Regions from separate parts of the Callithrix jacchus genome. Here region 1 is linked to region 2. Evidence: chromatin contacts called from public Hi-C data. All regions are on one chromosome and are shown on one strand. Each heading gives the region's core, a stretch centred on a gene start, on an enhancer-like site or on the middle of the called end of the contact. The rest is flanking DNA. Distances are from core to core; before and after follow the strand shown.

What was found. A called contact is a pair of places that touch in the nucleus more often than the background predicts.
Region 1: a contact with region 2 is called in a Hi-C map of skeletal muscle, with 5 times the contacts expected there. The contact joins two enhancer-like sites. A contact is called at or near these places in 2 of 3 Hi-C or Micro-C datasets (induced pluripotent stem cells and skeletal muscle).

What each region holds. Positions count from the first base shown.
Region 1 is chr15:66,498,344-66,503,955 of calJac240_pri, reverse strand. No RefSeq gene overlaps it. Among named protein-coding and RNA genes, the nearest start is that of SRGAP3, 45 kb to the right of the region's middle. Within about 2 kb of position 3,870, at least 4 of the 16 cell types and tissues checked have an H3K27ac peak or open chromatin away from gene starts, as enhancers often do. A contact at or near this core is called in skeletal muscle, where this site is marked.
Region 2 is chr15:66,317,301-66,323,500 of calJac240_pri, reverse strand. All of the region lies in intron 2 of SRGAP3 (SLIT-ROBO Rho GTPase activating protein 3), which reads left to right. Among named protein-coding and RNA genes, the nearest start is that of SRGAP3, 140 kb to the left of the region's middle. Within about 2 kb of position 3,795, at least 6 of the 16 cell types and tissues checked have an H3K27ac peak or open chromatin away from gene starts, as enhancers often do. A contact at or near this core is called in skeletal muscle, where this site is marked.

The DNA.
Region 1 (5,612 bases), core at 2,621-5,120, 180 kb before region 2:
CTGTGCCAAGGAGCTACAGTCTAATCTCTGTGGATTGCTGGGAATGAGAGGAAGGTCTGGGGAAAGACAGGAGGGAGAGCAAATGAGCATGAAGAGGAATAGGACCTTTCATGAGGCAAGTGTTTATGGGGCAACCCCCATGTGCAAGGCTCTCTGCTGGGTGTTGGGTTATGCAGACGATGAGGACACAGGCACTGTTCTTAAGGAGCTCAGGTGCTGAAGGGGAAGTTACTGTTGTGGACTTACAGGTCAGTAAGCCATACATGGGGTCCCGTACCACGGGCAGGCACAGGGCTTGGCAGTAGTGCGACCCTGGACAGAATTGTTTGTGAAACGTCTCCCCTTCCAGACCAAGTTATTATAGCTCCTGGGACTACTTTCTGTGTTGCCTAGATTTCCCCCGTTGTACACTCAGTTCATGAGTACTTACTCATATCTCACTCCAGGGCATGGGGACCCCCAAAACCTTGTTCATGTGTACCCCAGGGTCCAGCACACAGGAGGCAGATGTGTGCTGACTGAGTGGTCTTTAGTTTCCTTGTTTTAAGATGAAGATAACATTGATCTTAACAGGCTGTTGTGTGGATTAAGTGAAGTAATGTTTATCAAGTGTAAATCGCCTTCCAAATGTTATTATTGTAGACTTTTCAAATTGGTGCAGTCTCTTGTGGATTAAGCCAGTGACTTGAGAAGCCATTCTATACCTTCCTCATGGCTGTTTTGAAGATTAAATAAATTAATATAAATAAAGTACTTAGAACAAGGCTTATCACATCACAAACACTCAAAAAGTGTTAGCTAAATCAACCAGGATAAAATTTCAGTTATGCAAAATTAAGTTCTAGAGATCTGCTGTATAACATTGTGTTGTTATACATCGCTATATAGTTAATACTGCTGTATTATGTACTTGAAAATCCATTAAGAGGGTAGGTCTTATGTTGAGTGTTCGGTGTTTTTTTTTTTTGAGATGGAGTCTTGCTCTGTCACCCAGGCTGGAGTGCAGTAGCACGATCTCAGCTCACTGCAATCTCGGCTGCCTGGGTTCAAGCAGTTCTGCCTTAGCCTCCCCAGTAGCTGGGACTAGAGGCATGCGCCACCACGCCCAGCTGATTTTTGTATTTTTAGTGGAGCTGGGGTTTCACCATGTTGGCCAGGTTCATCTTGAACTCTTGGCCTCAAGTAATCTGCCTGCCTCGGCCTCCCAAAGTGATGAGATTACAGGTTTGAGCCACCTCGGCCGGCAAGTGTTCTCGCCACAATTAAAAACAAAGAAACAAGCAAACCCACAAATGTGAAGGAATAAAAACTAGGTAAGAAAAAATCGAGGTAATGTTACAACTTATCAGAGTGCCCAGAAAAAATGCTGTATGACTTCTAAATTTATTGTCTACATTGATTTATAATCCTTTACTATTTCAAAATAAAGTGGTGACAAAAGGTGGCGGTGGGGAATATTAGGTATTTTAAGTATTGTCTTCGTTGCCATTCTTCGGTGTCATTTTACCTATCAGAATTCTGAGGTTCAGAGAACTGAAGCCCCTTGCCCAGAGTGCAAGCTAAATATGGGCAGAGCCTCCCGCTGGGACCCGGGAGACTGTTCCTAATGGCTGTTCCGAGACATTCTCGGAGTTGTTCGCCAGATGGCGCTCTTCCCCCAGGATAGGATCTGACCAAGCCCCACCCCGCTGCAGACGCTAGTCCTTCCTCACTAGGGGAACTTGGCGTTCTACAGCCAGCAGGGGTTTTGAGCGTGTCTACAGTCTCATTTTAGAGGGAGAGAAATAAAGCTCAGCGAAAGTATGTCCCTGGGCTCAGAGCCACCCACAGGCACCAGGTGGTGCTGGGGCGGAGTCCCAGTTTATCCAGTGACGAATCCCATTTGCTTCTTACCTCCCTGCGGCATCCTGGCCTAGCTTCCCACGCCCACCGGGGCCCCTTCCTTGCAGACACTATCTCACGCCTGAGCGCAGCTGGGCAGAGTGAAGCGCTTCCCTGCCTGGCTGTTGCAAAGCTCCACGATAGTGGAGCGAGTGTTTGGGAGCAGGGCAAGGGTGTAGGCAGGCTGGGGAGGAGTGAGGGGGATACCCAGCGACGCACCCTCCCGTTTCTCATTCTTCTCTAGTTGCATTCAGAAGCAGTGTGTGCACTCCTAAGGCCAGGGCCCCTGGAGTCAAACCGCCTTCACCCAAACCCTTGGCCTACTCTAATCCAGCAGCGTGCCTTGGGCAATTAGTGAGCTTGTGCGACGAGTTTTCCTATCTATAATATGGGAAAAGTAATACTTATCTCATTGGGTCCCTGAGGTGACTGAGTAAACGCACATAAAGTGCTGAGGATGGTTGTAAGCACATGATAAGCACAATAAAAATGTTAGCTCTCAGCAAGATGACTCACTAGCACCCTACCTGGATAGAGGAGTTTAGGTGAGAATTTCAGGATGATTCATCATACTCCTAGCCTATCACTCACCCCACAACCTCCTTTCAGAGTAATAACTGCCGTTTATTTGCAATTATGCCAGGCAGTATGCAAAACCTGTGATTTCATGATCTCAATTAATCCACAGGTCAGCCCTGTGAAGTAGGTACTATTACTGTTCCTCTCTCATTGTCGAGGCTTACACAAGATTAAGTCATTTATCCCGGGTCACACAGGTAATGACAGAAGCGGGTCCCACGCTCATTCCTGTCTGGTGCCAAAGATGAAGCTTTTTACTACTACTCAATCTTCTACCTCTTCTTGAAGCCAGTTAAAAACAACAAACACAGCCCCCTCAGCAAACACAGGCTCCCACAGCAGTCACAGGCATCAACTGTGCTCACTGTAATTCTACAGGACCCATCCCTCACAGAAGCCAAGGTCTGTAGAGTGAGATTTCTTTCTGCTCTTACGTGGTACAAAAGAGCGCATTTTACAGATGTCTCCCTGCTTCCCTGCTGCATGCTTTGACTGACACAGAGGCCTCTAGAGATTAAAGCTAAGTTAGCCATGGAGCCTTCAAGGACCACCTTCCCTGCCTCCTGTTTCTTCTGAACCCCAAAGCCACCTATCTGGGCAGGCAGGGACAATGCATCTCAGGCATGTGCGGTCACTTAACTTCTGCCATCCCGGATGTAATGCAAGGGCTCAGTGACTCATGCTAGGCTACCTGGGATGTCTCCTCTCTTGGCATGTGAAAGAGTCTATGCAGCATTGACATCTTTTAGCCATGAATGAAACAATAGGAACCAACCTACAAATGCAGAATTCTAGAAAGTCAGGGCCAGAAGAGACTGTAGGAAGTAAAAAATGGAACTTCACCAAGGGAAGATGAGGATCACATTGAGAGGAAGGAAGGTAACCAGATTTAAGCCCGTATTTACCTTCCATACCTTCCTGGTAGCCTCTGTTCCTAGAGGTGCTGAGCTGGGAGGGGTGGGAGTGGGCAGCCAGGCTGCTAAGCTTGTGCGTTCATCCAACTGTCTGTTTTTTCCCCTCCCCAGCATGTGATGATCCTCTAAAACAAGACTTCTCAACCTCAGCACAGCCTGGCTTAGGGTTGGACTATTTAGGGTTGGACCATTCCTTGTCGTGGCAGCGGTCCCGTGCATTGTCTGATGTTGAGCATCAGACATTTGTTCACTACCCACTACCCACTAGTTTCCAGTAACACTTCCATCTCCCCTCTGTTGCATGATAACAAAAAATGTCTTCAAATGTCACCAGTTATCTCCTAGGGGTCAAAATTTCTCCCCTCTCTCCCTCCTGTTGAGAACCACTACTCTTAAAGCAGACTCCTTTCTCCTTCCATTCCTGGAACATGTCTTGAGAGCTTGGTATATGCCATGCTTTGCTGGCTAATAAATCAAGCCCTGGCTCTGTCCTTAAACAATTCAGAGTCTAGCTGAGGAGACAAGGCCCACCCATACAGGTGGCAAAGATGGGAAGCCTCTCTACAGACAAGAGCGAGGTGCTCAAAGGAGCACAGGGGTGGATGCCTCACCGTCTGGGGAGATGTGAGAGAGCTTCATAGAAAGACACATGGCAATTTCTCAGGCAGGCAAGATGGGTAAAGGACATTCCAGGCAGAAGAAATGGGAAGTACAAAGGTAAAGAGTTGTGAAGTGTGATGTTTTGGGGAAAAATATTTTAATATGATTGTTCTCCAGAGTGCACATGAGGAGATGTTAAGGAAGAGGCTATAGAGTCAGGCAGAGCAAGGTGATGATGGTGGTGATAGTGGTGGTGATGATAGTAGTGGAAGTGATGATGGTAGTAGTGGTGGTGATGACAATGATGGTGGTGGGGGTGATGATGATGGTGGTGGTAATGGTGGTGGTGGTAGTGGTGATGGTGGGGATGGTGATAGTGATGACAATGATGATGATGGTGCTGGTGATGATGATGGTGGAGGTGGTGATGGTGGCTGTATGGTGGTGGTGGGGATAGTGGTAGTGATGACAATGATGATGATGGTGGTGGTGGTGCTGATGGTGGCTAACACATATTGAGCACTTAGTTCCAAGTGTCTCTCATATATTGTCTTTTAATTTTCATAGCAGTCCTTTGAGGAGGGTGCTATTATTACCTCAGTTTGCATATGGGAAAGATGTTGCATAGAGAGATGAAGTAACATGTTGAAGTCACATAGCTTGTGAAGGTTCCTTGTGAGTTCTAAGAAATTTGGCTATGAGGAGCCAAGGGTGTTTGTTTGTTTGTTTCTTTATGAGACAGAGTCTCACTCTGTCACCCAGGCTAGGGTGCTGTGGCGTGATGTTGGCTCACTGCAACCTCTGCCTCCCAGTTTCAATCTCCTGCCTCAGCCTCCTGAGTAGCAGGGATTGCAGGTGTGTGCCACCACGCCCAGCTAATTTTTGTATTTTTAGTAGAGATGGGGTTTCACTATGTTGACCAGGCTGGTCTCAAACTCCTGAGCTCAGGTAATTCTCCTGCCTTGGCCTCCCAAAGTGCTGGGATTATAGGCATGAGCCAACTCTTCTGGCTAAACCGAGGGTTTTAAATAGAGCAGTGAGTGACATGACCAGTGTTTCAGTTATTTTTAGCTGTATAATAAACCACCAAAAATGTCCTTGCCTATCCAGCAGCGTTTTATGATAGCTCACGATTCTGCGGGTTGGCTGGGGCTCAGCTGGGTTGTTCTTCCGCTGGTCTGGCTATTGCCGTGGCAGTAACATGGTGGCTGGGGATGCACGTTGGGCTGAATGTTTACTATCTTGATGTTTCTTTTTTCTTTTTGAGATGGAGTCTCACTCTGTTGCCAAGGCTGGAATGCAGTGGCACAATCTTGGTTCACTGCAACCTCTACCCCCCTGGTTCAAGTGATTCTCCCACCTCAGCCCCCTGAGTAGCTGGGATTACAGGTCCCAGCTAATTTTTCTATTTTAGTTTCACCATGTTGGCCAGGATGGTCTCTAACTCTTGGCCTCAAGTCATCTGCCCACCTTGGCCTCCCAAAGTGCTGAGATTACAGGTGTGAGCCACCCCACCCAGCCTTGGTGTTTCTTCATGTGGCTCCTATTTCTTTGAATCCTTCTAGGTCTTTCCCCGTGGCTACTCTTTCCAGCAGAGTATCCTGTTCTTGGTGGCTCAAGCTGCTAGGCCTCCTTAGT
Region 2 (6,200 bases), core at 2,546-5,045:
CCATCTGGCTCTTTCCCAGGTTCCACACGAAAGTCCCTGGAATCCTCAGAGACTCTAATCAGCAACTTCCAAAGCATTAACTAGGACGTGATTTCTTTATGCATGCATATGCTTGATATACATGTATTTTTTCTATCATTTAATTTTTATACTAAAAATGAAAAATAGATGTAAGAAATGAGGTTTTCACAAACAGTAATATGTAGGGGTTTAGTTTTGACTCTATTCCTTTAGGTAAATAGGATAATAATAATCTTTGAAGGTTATATAGGACCTTACACTTTGAAAATTCCTTCCCTAGCCTTTAGCTGTTTAAATCCTCCCAAGAATCCTGGTGAGAGTTGGGAGAGTCAAGGAAGGTGTTGTCATCCCCAACCGTTAGGTAAAGGACCTGAAAGCAAGGCAGGGTGAGCCCTAACTTCAGACCCACAGCTGACTGGTGAAAGAACTGACCCGGTTTTGCATTTTGGAGTCAGGTAAACCCAGATTGGATTCCTAGCTCTGCCACTTACGTGTGCTAGCCGTGTCCTTCTGGGCAAATTACTTAATTTCTTGAAACCTCAGTATCTTCACCTAGAAAGATAAAGATAGCCCGTTCCTAGTAGACAACATTTCCCATGAAGGGTCAATGAGGTGATGCCTATCAGATATCCAGTAGAGCACTTGGTTCACAGTGGTGGGTGTGAGGGGTGCCTGAAAGATTAAACGACCTGCACAGCACAGGCACCAAACAATTGGGAAGCCATGGCTCAGGGCCTTTTCCTCTGCCTAGTGCTGCACATACCACGTGGTGCACCCATTCTGCAGGCAGGTAAACCAAGACAAAGGGGCTTGCAAGGAAAGAGATGAGGCTGACCTGTGCTCTGTATTTGGGGTGACAGAGTCCCTTCTATTCTGGCTTTCTCAGCTTTGATACCCCTCACTTTCCAGGGGCTGTGCTTGATAAAAATGCTCCATGCAGAGGGTTAAGTTTTGGTTGCTGCTATTTGAACTGCTGTGGAAAAAAGCAACAGGAAATTGCCTAGTGAGGCAGGGATTTTTGCTCTGATACCAAGAATCCATCCAGAAAGTCTAAGTAGAGCTCAGAGGTACTGCTGGATAACAGACATCAACGTGGACCCTCATGCTGCAGTGTGAGGAATGGGATCCCAAAGGAAGCAGTGAGCCCGTGAATCATTCTGCCTTGGGTTGGAGGGGAAATCACAGGGATATTTGCACTGGGCCTTGAAGTTCACATAAGAGTTTGAAGAAGGACCAGGTAGTAATGGAGAAGGAAAACCAATATTTTTAGAACACTTACCATAGGCTGTTTGTCTATGTACAGCAGTCCTTAGATCTTCCCAATAACTTAGTGAGGTGCTAGTGGTAATAATGGTATTGACAATAAAAGTTACTATTATGTGCAGGGTTTGGCACTCAGAGAATTGTATGGGTTGTGTCATTTAGTCCTCAAAGCACCACTATGAGGTGGTTGTCACCTCATTTCACAAATAAGGAAAGAGAAGGTTTAACTATAGTAACTTTCCAAGTTCAGTTTGTTGGTGAGGGACAGAAGTGGCATTTGAACCCAAGCCTCATGACTTGATAGCCCCTCAACACTGATAAGCAGAGCCCGCTTTGGCCGGGGGACTCAATGAATGGAATTAGTCCCCTTTGGGATGACTCTGTCTCAGGGTTGCCAAATAGTGCTGGAGCCAGGCCCTGGACTGCACTCTAGCTCCGAGCACGGCAGCCTCGCACTCCTCAGGGGACTCCTGGTGGGGGGTGGGGGGGAGATAATAAAGTAAATATTTATAAAGTAATTTATAAAGAAAAGTGGTTTAATGGACTCACAGTTTGGCATGGCTGGGGAAGCCTCAGGAAACTTAAAATCTTGGTGGAAGGCACCTCTTCACAGGACAGCAGAAGAGAGAAAGAGTGCCCAGTGAAGGGGTAAGCCCCGTATAAAACCATCAGATCTTGTGAGAACTCACTCACTATCACGAGAACAGCATGGGGGAAACCACCTCCATGATTCAATTATCTGCACCTGGTCCCACCCATCACATGTAGGGATTATATTACAGTTCAAGATGAGATTTGGGTGGGGACACAACCAAACCATATCAGGGTGGAATTGTGTCCCCTCAGAATTCCTATGCTGAAGTCCTAAACCCCAGTACCTCAAAATGTGACCTTATTTGGGAACAGGGTCTTTCTAGAGGTAATCAGGTAAAAATGAGGTCATTGGGGTGGGCCCTAATATCTTTACAAAAAAGAAACTTTGGGCATAGAGACCGACACACAGGGAGAATGCCTTGGAAAGGTGAAGGCAGAGACCAGGGTGCTGTGTCTACAACAAGGACACCGAAGATCTCCAAAAACCCACCAGGAGCCAGGAGCAAGGCCTGGGACAGATCCTGTTAAAGGCTCTCCAGGCTCCATGCATTTCTCGTTCAGAGCCCTTCTTCCTGCTGCTATTTTCTATGGATTTTTGTGATTATCTGATTGTTATCTGAGACCCCCACTAGTCTGTAAGCTCCAGGAATTGAGAAGTGTGGCTCATTTTGCTTACCATTGCCTGGCGCAGAACAGGCACACGGTTACTATTTACTGAATTAATGATTCATGCTACAAGCAAGTGCAATGAATCCCGAATCCTGCTTGGGGCGGCTTAGATAGCAGGAGGTTAAAAGCAACTTTCTGAATGAGAGTACATGGACACAGGGAAGGGGGTACTACACACTGGGGTCTATTGGGGGGAATAGGGGAGGGACAGTGGGGGTAGGGAGCTGGGGAGGGATAGCCTGGGGAGAAATGCCAATTGTGGGTGAAGGGGAGGAAGGCAGCAAAACACACTGCCATGTGTGTACCTATGCAACTATCTTGCATGTTCTGCACATGTACCCCCAAACCTAAAATGCAATAAAAAAAATAAAAATAAAAAGGTGTGAATACAAAACAAATCTCATTTGGTAAATAAAAAAAAAGGAAAAAAAAAAAGCACCTTTCTGGCTGAAGAACTAATTGAAATAGCATTTCTCAGAGGCAAGCCCAATGTGAGGCCTGAGAAGGTCCTGGAAGGGAGCAGGAAGCCCGAGCAGGAGCTTGCCTTCCTCCCAAAGGGACCCTGGTCCCAGGGCAGGAGCTTTCATCTGCAACATGAAGCTCTGCAAGCTTGGAAGTGCGTTCTGTTTGCTAAGCGGAATTTTCCGGCCCTCAGCCGAGAAGCTGGAGAAACTGGCTCACTGCTAATTTCATTTTCCCAACTCACCAGCTTGGCAAGGCCTGGCTCCTCTAGCTGCAGTCTCCTAGAACCTCATATCCAGCTCCCCTAGCCAAAGAAAGAAAGCTGTGACTCACCAGAAATGTTCATTGCTATTTTCTTGCCATAAAAAAAAGAAAATATATACATACATATGCAAAAGTTCTAACGTGATGTCTTAGTTCAGCAGCTTCTGCTTGCTGGGTCAACGCTTGCATGCAAGATTGGAGAAGCAGAAGGGCCGCTCTGAGTGCCTTGGCCAAGAGCACTGGCCCTCATTCATTCTGATGTCTTCCAAAAGTGGCTGTTGGCACAGAGCTGGATCTCAAGTCAAAGGGGTTCCGCTTTCAAAAGGGGCAAGCATCCCCAAGAACAGGGAAGGCTGAAGGTTTCTGCAGCCTTCAACCTTCTGGCTCTGCAGTCCAGAGCCTTCATGCTTCATCCCTCCTGCAGTCCCAGTGTGAGCTAGATGGAAACAGGATGGAGAGCATGAGACCCTGTGGGCCCCTCCAGCCTCACTCTGTACCCTCTCTCTCCTCTGCCTTGCCTCTGGCTCCAGCCAGGCTGTTCTTAGTTCCTTAAATGCACCAAGCTCCCCACCCTGAGGCACCTTTGCCCATTCTGTTCCCTCTGCCTGGAGCCTTCTCCTGCCAGTCTACCTGCTCAGCCCCCTTCACTGTGCCCTTCAACTCTTCCTTTGGAGCCCAGCTTAATGAACCCTTTTTTGGGGATACTTCAGGGACCCCAAAATCAGGCCAGCCCTGTTGTTACGGGTGCTGATGGCACAGGCTCCCCTCTGTTCCGGCACATTCTGCACTTCTAACTCAACCCATGTTTGTGGGCTCGTGGGGGGTGTCTGTCTGCACACCAAACTGCCTGCTCCATGAAGGCAGGAACTGTGTCTGTTCAAGAATGTGTCCCTGGGGTCTGATCTATACAAAACATTCAACAAAAATGTATGGAATACATGAAATGCTAAAGAATGACTGCAGAGCCCTCTTCTGGCATTTAAGCCCAGAGTGACTCCATGGTGTGAGTGGCTAGGACACAGGGGATAGAATGGCAGACACTGGTGAATGCCCATCCCCACATCCAGGTGGCTGTCTGTTCTCTTCTGCTGTACTGAGTCCCACTTGTGGGCCTTCTCTCTTCTTTCAGACATGGTGAGAGCCTGCCTGGTACCATTGTGGCCAAGGCTTTCTGCAGACTACAAATGACCTGCCCCACAGGAGGGACCCAGGGCTGGGAGAAGGTCAGGGGAGCAGAACCAGCAGTCTCCCATGCTGGGGGGACCTAGAGAACAGGCCTCTGATTGGACTGCAGGCCTGGGACAGCATCTCAGAGAAGGCTGGGCTGCACATTGTCCAATCCTGCCCTCTTCCAGGGAAGCAGGAGGGGAGACACCACAGCAGCTTGGCCCTGCCCCAGCCCTCTGGCCACCATCTTGCCAGGCTTCCCTGGGACTGACCTCTTCTGCCATGTGGCCATGGCATTTGTAAAGCCTTCTGTGTTGTTCTGTGGTTTTAAATAGCATCCAACTCCTTGCTGCTGGCTTCCACGTTTGTCTCTCCAGCCCAGATAGCTCCACCTGGATGCCCCATGGCCTTTTAGACTCGTCCTGTTCAACTTGAACTCATCGTTCTCCCTCCCTGCCCACCCTTGACCTACTCCTCTTCATCTCCACAGAGGCTCCTTCTGTTCCCCCCGGGTGCCGAAACCAAAAACTGGGGAGTCATCCTGGACAGCTTTTGCTCTCTCTTAACTTCCAGCCCCAACCACATCGTCTCCCTGTCCAGTCAATTTCCTACCTAAGCCTTTCTTGAATCCCTCAGTTTCTCTCCCAGTCTCGGCTCTGCACAGCAGCCAGAGCGAGAATTTGAAAGCACAGTTTTACACTTTCACTCCCCTGCTCTAAACCCTTCCTTCAAGGGCTCTCTGCTGATCCCAGGATGGAGCTCAAACTCTATTGAGAGTTAAAGACCCTTTGCCAAGTGGCCCCTGCCTCAGTCTCCAAGTTCACCCTTACCCTCCTACTCCAGAACACTATGCCTGGACCCCCTCCCTACCTCCAGCTGGCCAACACGCCCTCTCCTGCTTCTCCTGGAACCTTGGTCATCACATTTCTCCGCTTTGAAGGCTCCTCCTTGTGAAACTCCAGCCCAGCCTTTAGTTCTCAGTCTAGAAACTGCTTCCTCCAGGAAGTCATCCATGACCACTCCACTGCCAGATCTAGAGAAGGAGGCCCCCTGCTGCTCCATAGCCTCCTTCTCATGACTGCATTGATGAGGCTGCCTCATCACTTTCTGTTCTTTGTGAATCTCCTTTTAAGTGGAAGACGTGTGGGGCAGGGTCTTGCAGCCTTGGTTGCTGCTGCACTCACAGCACCTAGTCCTGCCCAGCACAGACACACAAACACAAGGAGTGAACAAGAGCTGGAAGGAATCTTCACAGCGGCTGCTCACTACAACTTAACGAGTCTTTGGCTTTGGCTGCTTTCGGGTAACATCCTGCTTGTCTTGGCTCGTTCTGCCTCCTGCAGTTCTGTCTTACACTGCACTGCCTCCTGGCTTGCAGCTTCTCATAAGGACAGCACTGTCCTTTCTGCCCTTCCTCTCATCTCATCTCTCTGGCTAGATGACCTAGTTAATGGTCCCCAAATCGTCCCAAGACTCCCCCATCATTTCCGGATAACTTGTCTTTTTCCTTCCCTCTGAAACTCACCTTCTGGCGGTGGCTTCCATAATTTTGCACATTTAATTCCCTGGTGCTGTTCACTTCTTGCCTCCCAGGTTCAGCTAAGCCCCTGAAGTAATTTAGGTAACAGCTCAATTATCTCATCTCTCCTTAATCTTTCCATTTCCACCACCACCTAGGAAGCAGTGAAAATGAGATGAGCAATGCATTTTCTGCCCAAACTTACTGCTCCCCTTGCATTTCTTATCTCAGTTCATGTCAT